Regions from separate parts of the Sus scrofa genome. Here regions 1 and 3 are each linked to region 2. The links are chromatin contacts, called in public HiChIP or PLAC-seq maps. All regions are on one chromosome and are shown on one strand. The core of a region is the stretch at or near the end of the contact, and the rest is flanking DNA. Distances in the headings are between cores, read along the strand shown.

Region 1 (4,131 bases), core at 1,309-3,808, 350 kb after region 2:
CTTAAATGGGATTTTCTTTTCCTTTATGTAGGCTGCTCAGTTCTTAAATTCAGGAAATGTAAGACACAGGCTACAGTTTTACATCGGAGAACATTTGCTGCCATATAACATGACTGTGTACCAGGCAGTCCGGCAATTCAGTATACAGGCTGAAGATGAGAGGGAATCCACGGACGATGAGAGCAATCCTCTAGGAAGAGCTGGTATCTGGACGAAAACTCACACAATCTGGCAAGTCTGAAAATGATTTGGTTTGGTTTTTGACCAGTGGGGATACTGTGTATGTGTTCTGGAATTCCTATTACTGGCTGGCTTGTATAAGGACCCTGAATTTTATCTTTTATTATTAAAAGCCAGTTGAAATGTTGCGTCGTGTGAGTGTATCTTGCTTCTTCGTTAAGTCTACGTAATGTTTGTGCAATGAATGACCGTGATTTGCGTCTGCCTTTTCAGTAGCTTCATTTCAAGTCCTTAAATAAGACAAACTGTCTCCCTAATAAGGTGGTGTTCCTTTTGATCATAGGAAGTCTGGCATCTCTAAAGCCCTTAGAGGCATTTGGGTGCAGCTTCTTGCATTGGTTTAATTTAGAGAGAGCGATCCTTCTCCGGGCCACCCCCTGGCTTTTCTCAGATGGCCTCTCTTAGGGTCATGGTCTCTAGGTGGTCTCTTCTAGCAAACTGTACCATCGGTAATTCTCCAAATCCACAGCTAGAGTGAGCGAGGATGGGCCTTAGAGAACTGTTCTGGCAACTCTGTGGTGGCTGTGGCTGTGCCCTGGAGAATAGTTTGCAGCTTTGATGTCTGCTTTTGACTGACATATCTCTATGACTTTAGGTACAAACCTGTGAGAGAGGATGAAGAAAGTAATAAAGACTGTGTTGGTGGTAAAAGAGGAAGAGCCCAAACAGCTCCAACAAAAACGTCCCCTAGAAATGCAAAAAAGCATGATGAGCTATGGAATGGTAAGCTGAGCTCCAGCTGTAAGCTGATCTCCAGCGGGGAGAGCAGGCTGCCCTGGGGCAGTGTTCTTGCTGTGTTCAAACTTTTAAAGGCAGGGGTTTGTACCTAGTAGTGAAATCTTTTAATATAATTTATAAAAATAATAAGTTACTACAAACCTCTGGTTGTTTTTAATTGAACCCTTGACTTTAATGTCCAGAAATTGAAACATTAATTATCTGCAAAATTAAACTTAGAAAGGAAATTGGGGAAAACGTATGTTCTTTCCATGAAGAACCTGTATTTTCATAAAAGCTAAAACCTAGAACATATTCACTAAAGAAGAGACCGGACATTAGCAGGTTGGCCTTGAAGTTTTACTATTACCAATTACAGTAGAATGAGCTGACAATTCTAGATGAAATAAAAAGTTTTGCCAGTAATATCATGATTACGGAAAGTAGTAGCACCTCCCAGTTGACTTACCTTCCTTTGTAGTATTTCCTTGCAGTATAATCTTGCTCATTTCCTGCCCCCTCTTTTTTATGTGATGGTAACAGTGCCTTAACATTAAGCTGCCCTCCTTGGGGACCAGTCCCTATCAGAGATTTTCAAACACTGGTGGTGGTGATGAAATCTCCCCTAGTCCACAGAAATGAGGGCAGTGTAGCAATTTTGCTTTTCACAAAGCTAAGTTCTATATAAAAGAGTCTTTATTTTGAGATATTTGTTTCTGTTATGGAAAATTACCCTTTTACTTGGTGATAGTCGTATGATTTTTAACTTCTTTGCTTGGTAAAAGTAAATGATGACAGTAGCAACCCCCCACCCCCTTTTTTTTAAAGCTCTTACTTTGTGAAATATAAGAACAAAGGAATCGGAGATCCTACTTGCAGACTGTCACAGTCTATCATATCCTAAGCCTTGGATTAAATAACCAGATCTTTTTTTTTGTTTTGTTTTGTTTTTAAGCAGACTTACAACTTTAGGTTCTTTTTCTGTCTTATATGCCCATTTTAAGCTAGATGTCAAAAACCCAGGAAATTTCTGTATAACAGTGAACTTAAATTTAAACATTTTGTCTTTATTCTTCTCTGGCCCTTTTATTATTAGCTCTTTTCTGGTATAAAGGAGAAATGCGCAGGAGTCCGTTTTTCTCCTTTACAGTGTATAGGCATGGGGAGGAAGTGACGTTTTCACAAGCCTGGATGCTTTATCCGTATGTGAGTTGGGGCGTGTTGAAGCTTTCAGTACTCTAGTAGGACACCAAGCATTAAATCTTAACCCCTTGTGGTTGCTATTTGAGGCGTGCTGGGTGCCACCGGCTCCACTGGCTTTGCCTTTCTCATGTTGATCAACACTTAACCTTGACCGTTTGCCCTCTAGACGGAGTGTGCCCATCAGTATCAAATCCTCTAGAAGTTTACCTCATCCCCGCGCCACCTGAAAATATCACTTTTGAAGACCCGTCATTAGACGTGATTCTTCTTCTAAGAGTGTTACATGCCATCAGTCGATACTGGTACTACTTGTATGATGTGAGTAACGCTGACCTGGTGTGGTGTTCGCTATACGTTGTCTCATCGTTTTCTGTCCAGCGCGTGATCCGTTTCCTGTTGGCCTAGAAACAGAAGCAGTGACTCAGCTGAGCAGTGGGGATCCCGCCCCAGTGACATCCCGAGGCGTGTACTCATCGCCGGGAACTGCTCCCCCACTTGTTTTTCTGGCCTTTTTTCCTCGATTAGTTCTCTAGGCAGACTTGTAAGATACTAATGTGCTCTAGCTGTAATTTAGAAAAGGAAGCTATAGCATGCAAATTGAACATGAGTTTATTATAGTTAAAAAATCTTGAGGTGTATTTAACTAGAAGTTAATTTATTCCCGGTGTATGTTAACTAGCTCAGGGGAAAGTTGAATGCTGCCTTTGGTGCTTCGTGCTGTCGGGAAGGATGAAGGCGTGGCCTTGGGGGCCACACGAGTTGCTCCGTCGAGTTCGTACCCTGGCGTGGGGGGGGGTCGGGTGTTTGAGCCTTGCCTTGTGACGTGGCCTTTGGGGCGGCTGTATGAGAACCTGCAGGTCGGAAACCAGCGGGGAGGTCTGGGTGCCCTGCGTACTTATTTGGGAACGAAGGAAGAGACAGTGAATATAATCCTGCTGTTTTACCACATAATAGACCTTTTTCTTTTTCTTTTTTTTTTTTTTTAAACATTTTACAGAATGCCATGTGCAAGGAGATTATCCCAACTAGTGAATTTATTAACAGTAAGTTGACAGCAAAAGCAAATAGGCAACTTCAAGATCCTTTAGTAATCATGACAGGAAACATCCCAACGTGGCTCACTGAACTGGGAAAAACCTGGTAAGACATCTGCTTCCGTAACGGTGGCCTCGGGAGAGTTGTCACTGTGTTGGTTTTTATATATTTTGTTACAGAAACGTAGTGTTTACTGAACCCATGTGTTTAGTTACCATGGTCATTTTTGATCACAGCTTGCTTAATAGTGTAACTTAGGCATCCAGGTCGACTGAGGTGAGCAGGGCCGGTACTAGGTGTGCCTGATGACGCGTGTCTGTAAACATGAGATAGGAAGGTGCACGAGGACGTTTGTCTGGGGAGATTGAGTCCTCTTCCATCAGAAAGTTGGACTCCAGGCATTTCCATCGTGGCGCACCGGAAACGAATCTGACTAGTATCCTGGAGGATGCGTGTTCAATCCCGGGCCTCGCTCAGTGGGTTAAGGATCTGGCATTGCTGTGGGCTGTGGTGTAGGTCACAGACGTGGCTCGGATCCCGCATTGCTGTGGTGTAGGCCGGCGGCTGTAGCTCCGACTTGACCCCTAGCCTGGGAACTTCCATATGCTATGGGTGCGGCCCCAAAAAGCCAAAAAAAAAAAAAAAAACCCAAACCAAAAAAAGGACTCCAGTGGTGGAGTTGGTTGATTCTCTGAGCCTTTTTGGGGCCAGACCTACATTCTCAGAGACTGTAGAACTGTACTCATGAATACAGTAGCCACAGGGCACGCGTGGCTGTATTCTACTTTTAGATGAATTAAAATGAAAGACGATTAGAAATTGGGTTTTTAGTCACACTACCCACATCCTCACGGGCTACCTGATCAGACAGAATAGGTATTTAATGTTTGGATCAAAGAGGAAGTGCCCTCGGCGGCTCTGTGTCAAGAACTGCCG
Region 2 (4,307 bases), core at 1,176-3,675:
TAACCAGCTGGACAGCGGTCGTTAGACACACACTTGTGCTTCTGACATTAAATAAGGATTTCCTTGCCACGACGGGAGATGCCTTCTGTTCTTTGCCACACCCTCACAGCTAGCATAATGTAACAACGGAGGTGTGATAGGCATCTTGGTCTGGAAAGAGGGCCGTGCAGGCTAGTTTCTCATTTAAACACGCTGGGATCTGGTGGTAGGGCCACCCTGCCGATAGCCAAGGGCATCCTCAAACCTGGATTCTAGCATCTCATTTTCAAGAATGGCCCACCAGCTGGACTCTCCAGAACGCCGAAGGTCAAGGATCTGGTAAGGAAGCTGCACCAGTAAAGGGTCTTCGGCCCCAATAAAGTATGTTTGACCAGATGGTGCTGGAGAGGAGTCCCCTGCACTTCTGACCACTTCCCATAGAGGGGGTCCATGGACCACTGCTCCAGAATCCTCAGAGAGCTTGTGAGGATGCAGATTCCCAGGTCCCTGGCCCTGGAGGAGAATCTCTGTGATTGAGGCCCAGGAAGTGGTATTTTTAAGAAGTTTTCTTTTTTGGGGGGGGGTGTCCATTTATTTTTATTTTATTTTTCTTAAAGTATGGTTGATTTTGGGAGTTCCCATCATAGCTCAGTGGTTAACGAACCCAACTAGCATTCATGAGGACTGGGAAGGCAGCTATGCACACCACTATACCACCAACGCTACTTCCATGAGGACTCAGGTTCAATCCTTGGCCTTGCTCAGTGGGTTAAGGATCCAGCATTGCCATGAGCTGAGGCGTAGGTTGCAGATGTGGCTCAGGTCCAGAGTTGCTGTGGCTCTCGTCTAGGCCAGTGGCTACAGCTCTAATTCGACCCCGAGCCTGGGAACCTCCATGTGCCGCAGGTGCAGCTCTAAAAATACAATAAATAAATAAATTAATACATACATACATAAATGTAGTTGATTTACAATGTTGTGCCAATTTCTGCTATACACCAAAGTGACCCAGTCATATGTGTGTGTGTGTATATATACATATATATATATTCCTTTTCTTATATTATCTTTCATCATGGTATCCCAAAAGACTGAATATAGTTTCTTACAGTTTTGGGGTTTTTTTTTTTTTTTTTTTTTTTTTTTGCTTTTAAGGGCTGTATCCACAGCATATGGAAATTCCCAGGCTAGGGGTTAGTTCCTTATATTTTTAACAATTAAGTTTGGCATCAATTGCCCTAAGATAAGACTGGCCTTTATCTTTTGACAAAGGAACAAATCTAATGTGCCCGTGGTGCTGGCAGCAGGAGAGCCCGCAACTTAATAACAAAAGCTGGCCTAGCCCTGGGTTTCTGGTTTGGTTGATTACGTGGTTATTCTGTTTAGCTTTAATATTTTGTGGTTTATTTAAGCATTTATTTAAGTATAATCAGTTTTCAGAAACAGTAGTGAGAAAGGAATATGGCCATTTGCAGAAGGAACTATACCAGGAAGAGAAACCCATTGAGAAGAAGGGGGAAAGGGAGAAAAGCAGCCAGTAGGGTGGGAGGGGGACAATATGGGAGAGGAAAAAAGACCATTTTGAGCAGCTGTCAACAGGACTTCAGAAAGATGGGCAAGTAGATCTTTAAGCTGCTTTGCTGTGAGTCAGTCTCAAGAGACTTGAGATGAGGCTTCTCTTGGATGTTGGGCTGGTATTATACCTGATATCACCCCAAGGTGGCTACCAGGCACCTCCGTTATATTTGGGCTACAGGCAGTTGTGAAAAACAAGGGATTCAGAACATCGACAGGTCTTGGGTAGAAAGGCTTTACTGCAGTGGCTTCACAGGGAAGCAAGAAGTAAAGACAGGAGGGGACCCAGAGCTAAGAGCCAGAAGCTCCAAAGAGGCACTGAAGCAGCAACATCTTGACAGAAACACGGGATGCCCACCATGGAGGGACCAGGTGAAGAAGGGAGAGGGCTGGGAGTTGCCCCTGGTATACCACCTCTTCCTTCTTAGTGCTTCAAAGGAGCAAGTTCACTGTCAAGGCTTTTCAGGGGGTGAAGTGGGGGTGGGGAGAAGGTGAGTGGGTGATGATGCAGTTTAGGCTTCAGTTTCTGATCTGAGATACCTAAAATCAAAACGTACTTTACCCTGCAGAATTCATTTCCTACTGACACCTGCTCCTGATCCCCAGGGAGGATTCCTGGTTCTCTTTAGCTGCCAGAATCCTTCAACTTAACTTTCTTCTCTTTAGCCATTTAGCATGGTCTATTTCATTGAAGTCATTTCTCGAGAACTACTAAGCCTGGCTTGGATTTTATTCTGCTAAGAGAACACCTGCCTTCAGCTCTGGAGTATGTCAAGTTTTTTTTCACTGACGGATCATGGAGGGTGCCCAGACCCAAATTAGTCATCCCAAGTTCTCAGAAGGAAAGACATGTCATTGGACCCAACCATGTATGCAAAGTGCCTGGCACACAGGGGTGACTCAGTGAAGCTGAGTCGTTGCCATTCCCCAAGATAAGCAGCAGCTCCTTGCCCTTGACTTGCATGTCCCAGGTCCCACCTCACCATCTGCAGGGCACAACGACCAGTTTCAGTCATGCTGGCCAGACTCCATGGCCCCTGGCCCTGCTGACGTCAGGCAGGGGGCCCCGCGAAGAGAACAGTCACCCCTACCCCAGCCCAGGGGCTCACTAGACACCCAGGGAAGTAGATGATATAGTTCTAAAACTGTATATGCATATAAAGAGAAATAGAAATTTCAGAATTCCCCTTGTGTCTCAGCGGTAACGAAGGAGACTAGTATTCGTGAGGACTCGGGTTCAATCCCTGGCCTTGCTCAGTGGGGTAAGGATCTAGTGTTGCCATGAGCTCTGATGTAGGTCACAGACAAGGCTCAGATCCCGTGTTGCTGTGGCTGTGGTGTAGGCCAGTGGCTACAGCTCCGATTCAAACCCTAGCGTGGGAACTTCCAAATGTTGCAGGTGTGGCCCTAAAAAGACAGATGGATAGATAGCTAAATAAATAAATACATAAATTTCTCCCTCTCTCCACGTGTGCGTACACACACACACACACACACACATACACCAAGTATATACAGTATACTTAAACTTAGGAAATGTGTACAACCTATGTCATAGCTAGAAATGAAATTTCCTTTAAAACTAGCCTTATTTATTTATTTATTTATTTATTGTCTTTCATCCTTTTAGGGCTGCACCCACAGCATGTGGAGGTTCCCAGGCTAGGGGTCGAATCAGAGCTACAGCTGCCTGCCATACCAACACCAGATCCGAGCCGTGTCTGCGACCTACACCACAGCTCACAGCAACGCCGGATCCTTAACCCACTGAGTGAGGCCATGGATTGAACCCGCAACCTCATGGTTCCTAGTCGGATTCGTTAACCACTGAGCCATGATGGGAACTCCTTTTTTTTTTTTTTTAACTAGCTTTTAGCAAATTATGACTAATTAGCTTTTAGCAAATTATGACTAATAAATGGCTGGCCTAGTTTATAGTTAAGTGGTTAACTTTATAGTAAATAGCAGGACATGATAGGATTTGAGCAGGAAACAACTTGATTCTTTTCCCAGGGCCCATTCCAACCCCATTTGTGGATTCAACTTTACCTCCTCTTCGACAAAAACTTGCCTGCGATCTTGGATCCTATGCTTTTGCCTATTGCGCTTTTTAAAATTATATTTATAAATAATATACAAGATAAAATTTACCATAATAACCATTTTAAGTGTACAATTCATCCGTAAGTATATTCACATTGTTGTGAAACAGATTTCCAGAATTTTTCTTCTGAAAATAATTTCATCTGAAAGTCGATACGCATTAAACAACACCCATTTTCTCCTCCTTTCAGACCTTCAGAACCACCATTCTACTTTCTGTTTCCATGAATTCAAGTACTTTGATTATCTCGTATAAATGGATTCAGAGAGCGTTTATCTCTTTGTGACTGATTTATTTCACTTAGCAGGATATCCCCAAGTTCATTCATATTGTAGCCTGTGACAGAATTTCGTCCCTTCTGAAGGATGAATGCTATTCTATTGCATGCATATGCCACATTTTTTTTCCCATCCATTGATGGATTTGGGGGTTGCTTCCACCACTTGGCTTATTGCGAATAGCGCTGTGATAAACATGAATATGTGCAATTATCTTTTCTAGGCTCTGCTTTCAGTTCTTTTGGATCTGTACTCAGAAGTAGGATTGCTGGATCGTGTGATGGTTCTATTTTTAACTTTCTGAGGGACTTTTATACCGCTTTCTAGAGGGTTTGTACTATTTTACAAGCGCAGCAAGAGTGCACAGGGGT
Region 3 (3,969 bases), core at 358-2,857, 260 kb after region 2:
AGAGAATTTAGAAAATATGTTTGTCTAAAAAAACAAAAATCAGTTTCACAATCAACTACAACCACTGTTAACATGGGCCTTTTCCTTCAGTCTCTTTTTACTGCTTGTATGTGTGTAGTGCACATAAGTTACTTGTGCCTTTTGAACAATTGCATGTCAATTAATTGCATATAAATTAATTGCATATGTGTTAATTAACCTATTAATCCCCAGGTTATATGTAGACTCTTGTACATGAATGACAGTTTGTGCTTCTAAATCCACAGTGATATTTCAGCACTGTTACCTTTTCTCCACATCAGAAATAATGTAGAATTATTTCAATGTTTTATTATATATTTAAAAAAATGAGCAGAAAACAAATGGTTAATGGACATGGTTAATACTAATGATTAAGATTTATTGGCTTAGGGAGTTCCCGCTGTGGCACAAGGGGATTGGTGGGGTCTTGGGAGCTTTGGGACTCAGGTTTGATCCTCAGCCTGGCACAGGGGAGCTTCATCCAGCTTTGCTGCAGCTACAGCTGCAGCTTAGGTCACAGCTGCGGCTCAGATCTGATCCTTGGCCAGGAACTCCATAAGCCAAGGAGTAGCCAAAAAAGAAAGAAGAAGAAGAAAAAACGCATTGGCTTAAATAACAAAGTTGTAATCAAGCTGGAACTCACATTTGTAGAATGGCAAATCTTTCCCTGAGGTTTATATGCTTTAAGCCAATCAATGATGTGCTCAATTGTGAGGGAAAATAAAATGTAAAAATGTGTTTGGAATGGCAGAAACATGTCAGATAATAGAAAGCATGGTGTACTTAGGGATTTATAGCTTTAATCCCCCTCCTTTTCAGTCACATAGCCCTGTTTCAGCTCTCAGGATGCCAAACTTTTACATGTCTGTAAAAGTAGTATACACATGAGGGCCAATTTGCTTTTTAAAAAATCTGGAATCGTAATAATCCTGTTCCTTAAAAATTGCTTAAAACATGGCTTTTAAAGACTTCATGTTCAATTGTGTGGATATAGCATGATTTTAGTAATAACTTTGAAGGTACAGATTTTTCCTGTTTTCATGTGGATAAGTATAATTATGATCAGAACATAGAAGTTTAGAACTTGAGTCCAAAAAGCCATATCAGTTTGGCTGAGAATGCAAATTAGAAGATATTTATGCATTTGAATTTCATTTTACCATTTTAGACAGCGTGATTCTTTTGTTCATGATGCAATCTCCAAACTGGAAGGGACTTTTTCATCAATCCCCCGGTTGCCTCTGGAAGCCCCAGTAGAGTGTGTGCTGTACTAACAATTATGTTACCTCCAAAAAACCTGTAGTGATGTGGGGGTGAGAGGATTGGGGCTCACTGGGAGAGAGCAATTACAGCTGTATTTTCATTTTTTTAATCTGACACCTTTTGCTTAGTTTTCCTAAGTAAAATGCTGTTATTGTAAGCTTTTGTTAAAAAAAAAAAACAAAAACCCAGTCGATTTGGTTCTGTAAATGTATTCCTGGTGATAGAGTGATTCAAATAGTGGCCATAAATTAGAGCGTCTGCTACACCAGCACTGGTGAAGCAATTGTATATATGTATTCTTTCAAGTGAGACTCTCGGACACTGTTGTCTGGAGTTTGTAGTTCCGGTTTTCTAAGTGTGGCAGCTTGCTCCGCTTCACACAGCTGGTAAGTGGAGTCAGGACTTGCTCCTTGACCTCTTCACGCTACAGTCAGTAATTCTTTTTATTACGCCAGACTGTTTCTCCTGCACAAACCACTTGATCCAAATGATGAAGGACCTGAGAGGGTATGAAGTACTTAAAATTGAAGAGTATTATTCAGTTTAGAATTGAAGAAGCAGTTTTTCCCCTCCTTGGATTTTTTAATCCATTCATATTTGATTCACTGTTTCCTTCCAAACTTGGGCCTTGTTTGTGCAGGTCCTTTTCCCAAATCAAGATTTTAAAAAAGCTGGATCTTTGAGAAGTATTTAATTTCTCCTGTTCATTCCCTCTCCTCTTTTTCACCCATTCTTCATCTCTGTCCATAATGGAACTAGACATTTTCCTTCTCTTCTTTTGTTTTTCTTTTTTTTTTTCTTCCGTAATTTTTTGTGCTGTCATTGGCCTGTTGCTCTCTTTTCTGTTCTCTTTTTCCTCTTTAGGAAATCACTCTCACCTCCACTGCTTGTCTGTGGGCTTGCTCTCAGGGATACCACCTAACCTTTCCCACTTCTAGCACAGGTACTTGCAGGCCCCCCTCCCTCTGCCATGCAGTAGCATCTTCATATGTCATGTGCTTTTTTCATGTTTTTCTCAAATGTCAGTAGTGGGGTTGAATTCAGTTTTATAGCAGCTTTTATTAAGATTGCTCTAGTGAAAGTTTCTTCATTATTGTTATAAAACCACAGCATGTTGAGAATAGAAAATTGGGATGCTTCAGGAAAATTAAGAATTAAGGCAAATTTGGATTTCCCATTGTGGCTCAGAGGAAACAAATCTGACTAGGATCCATGAGGTTGCAGGTTGGATCCCTGGCCTCCATCAGTGGGTTACAGATCCGGCGTTGCCTTGAACTGTGGTATATAGGCAGATGCGGCCTTGGATCTGGCATGGCTGTGGCTGTGGCCAGCGGCTGTGGTTCTGATTAGACCCCAGCCTGGGAAAACCTCCATATGCCGCCTCCAGATGCGTCCCTAAAAAGCACACACACACAAAAAGAATTAAGGTAAATTTAACTCAGCCGCCTAGAGGTAATGATGGTTAGTATTTCTGCTTTAGGTTTCTATTCCATGACTTTATATGTAAGCCTGTGATTTAAGTTTGGGTTTCTAGTTTCTTCCCCCAGTTTTCTTCTGTAAAGCGTGTTGCTGTGCCTACCACATTTGAAAGTGATTCTGATTTTATCAAGTCAGATTCCTGAAGTGGGTTCATAGCACCCAGGATATGAATATTTTGAAGATTTTTTAAAAATTGCTAAATTGTCTTTCAGAAAGATTTTGCCTTTTTTTTTGCTTTTGATTAAAACAATTTATTCTCCTGCTAATACTTGCTGAAAATGCCCTTTTTTCCAAATCCTGCTTAATATATAGTATACTATTTTTAATAAAAACTGGTGGGAAGAAAGGAATCATTTGATTAAAGTTGCCATTTCTTTGGTTTCTATAGAGTTGAAGATCTTTGCCACATGTTGGTGGCCATTTTTATGCATTTTGTGAATGTTAGTATCCGTTGTCTATTTTAATTTTGGAGATGATTGTTTTTTTACTAGACCCCTTCATGGAAGCTGACATGGGCAAATATTTTTCGAGTTTTATTACTCGTTATGGTTTGTTTTAATTTATAGAAGATTTTATTTTATTTATTTATTTTTTGTCTTTTCGCCTTTTCTAGGGCCACTCCTGCGGCATATAGAGGTTCCCAGGCTAGGGGTCGAATCGGAGCTATAGCCGCTGGCCTATGCCAGAGCCACAGGAACGCAGGATCCGAGCTGTGTCTTCAACCTACACCGCAGCTCACAGCAACGCCGGATCCTTAATCCACTGAGCAAGGCCAGGGATTGAACCCACAACCTCATGGTTCCTAGTCAGATTCGTTAACCACTGAGCCACAACGGGAACTCCAGAGGAATTTAAATTTAGATAGGCAACTCTCTTAGTTCTTTGCTTCTTTTCTTCTTTTGTTGCCTTCTCCATCCCCAGGATAAAATTTTCTTCTCAGTTCTGTTATTTTTCAACGTTTTACTGTATTTTTTTTTTTTTTTTTTTTTTTTTTGGTTTTTAAGGGCCACATTCGAGGCACACGGAGATCGCCATGCTAGGGGTCCAGTCGGAGCTTCAGCTGCCAGCCTATGCCACAGCCAGATCCGAGCTGTCTCTGTGATCTATACCACTGCTCACAGCTGTGCTGGATCCTTAACCCACTGATCGAGGCCAGGGATTGAACCCACAGCCTCATGGTTCCCGGTTGGATTCGTTGTGACACAA

The links. HiChIP or PLAC-seq counts read pairs in DNA pulled down with a chosen protein or histone mark.
Region 1: an H3K27ac HiChIP or PLAC-seq map of alveolar macrophages shows a contact between it and region 2. The contact joins two enhancer-like sites. A contact is called at or near these places in 22 of 47 Hi-C or Micro-C datasets (alveolar macrophages, blood, brain and 14 more) and 2 of 2 datasets of contacts at active chromatin or transcription factors (alveolar macrophages and skeletal muscle).
Region 3: an H3K27ac HiChIP or PLAC-seq map of alveolar macrophages shows a contact between it and region 2. The contact joins two enhancer-like sites. A contact is called at or near these places in 1 of 47 Hi-C or Micro-C datasets (epiblast stem cells) and 1 of 2 datasets of contacts at active chromatin or transcription factors (alveolar macrophages).

The regions. Positions count from the first base shown.
Region 1 is chr15:130,804,283-130,808,413 of Sscrofa11.1, reverse strand. TRIP12 (E3 ubiquitin-protein ligase TRIP12) reads left to right here. Exons shown (of 42, transcript XM_021075059.1): 29 at 32-231; 30 at 836-963; 31 at 2,327-2,478; 32 at 3,158-3,300. Among named protein-coding and RNA genes, the nearest start is that of DNER, 52 kb to the right of the region's middle. Within about 2 kb of position 2,558, at least 2 of the 83 cell types and tissues checked have an H3K27ac peak or open chromatin away from gene starts, as enhancers often do. A contact at or near this core is called in alveolar macrophages, where this site is marked.
Region 2 is chr15:131,154,534-131,158,840 of Sscrofa11.1, reverse strand. No RefSeq gene overlaps it. Among named protein-coding and RNA genes, the nearest start is that of SP140, 69 kb to the left of the region's middle. Within about 2 kb of position 2,425, at least 3 of the 83 cell types and tissues checked have an H3K27ac peak or open chromatin away from gene starts, as enhancers often do. A contact at or near this core is called in alveolar macrophages, where this site is marked.
Region 3 is chr15:130,889,624-130,893,592 of Sscrofa11.1, reverse strand. The region is part of intron 2 of TRIP12 (E3 ubiquitin-protein ligase TRIP12); the gene reads left to right. Among named protein-coding and RNA genes, the nearest start is that of FBXO36, 48 kb to the left of the region's middle. Within about 2 kb of position 1,607, at least 1 of the 83 cell types and tissues checked has an H3K27ac peak or open chromatin away from gene starts, as enhancers often do. A contact at or near this core is called in alveolar macrophages, where this site is marked.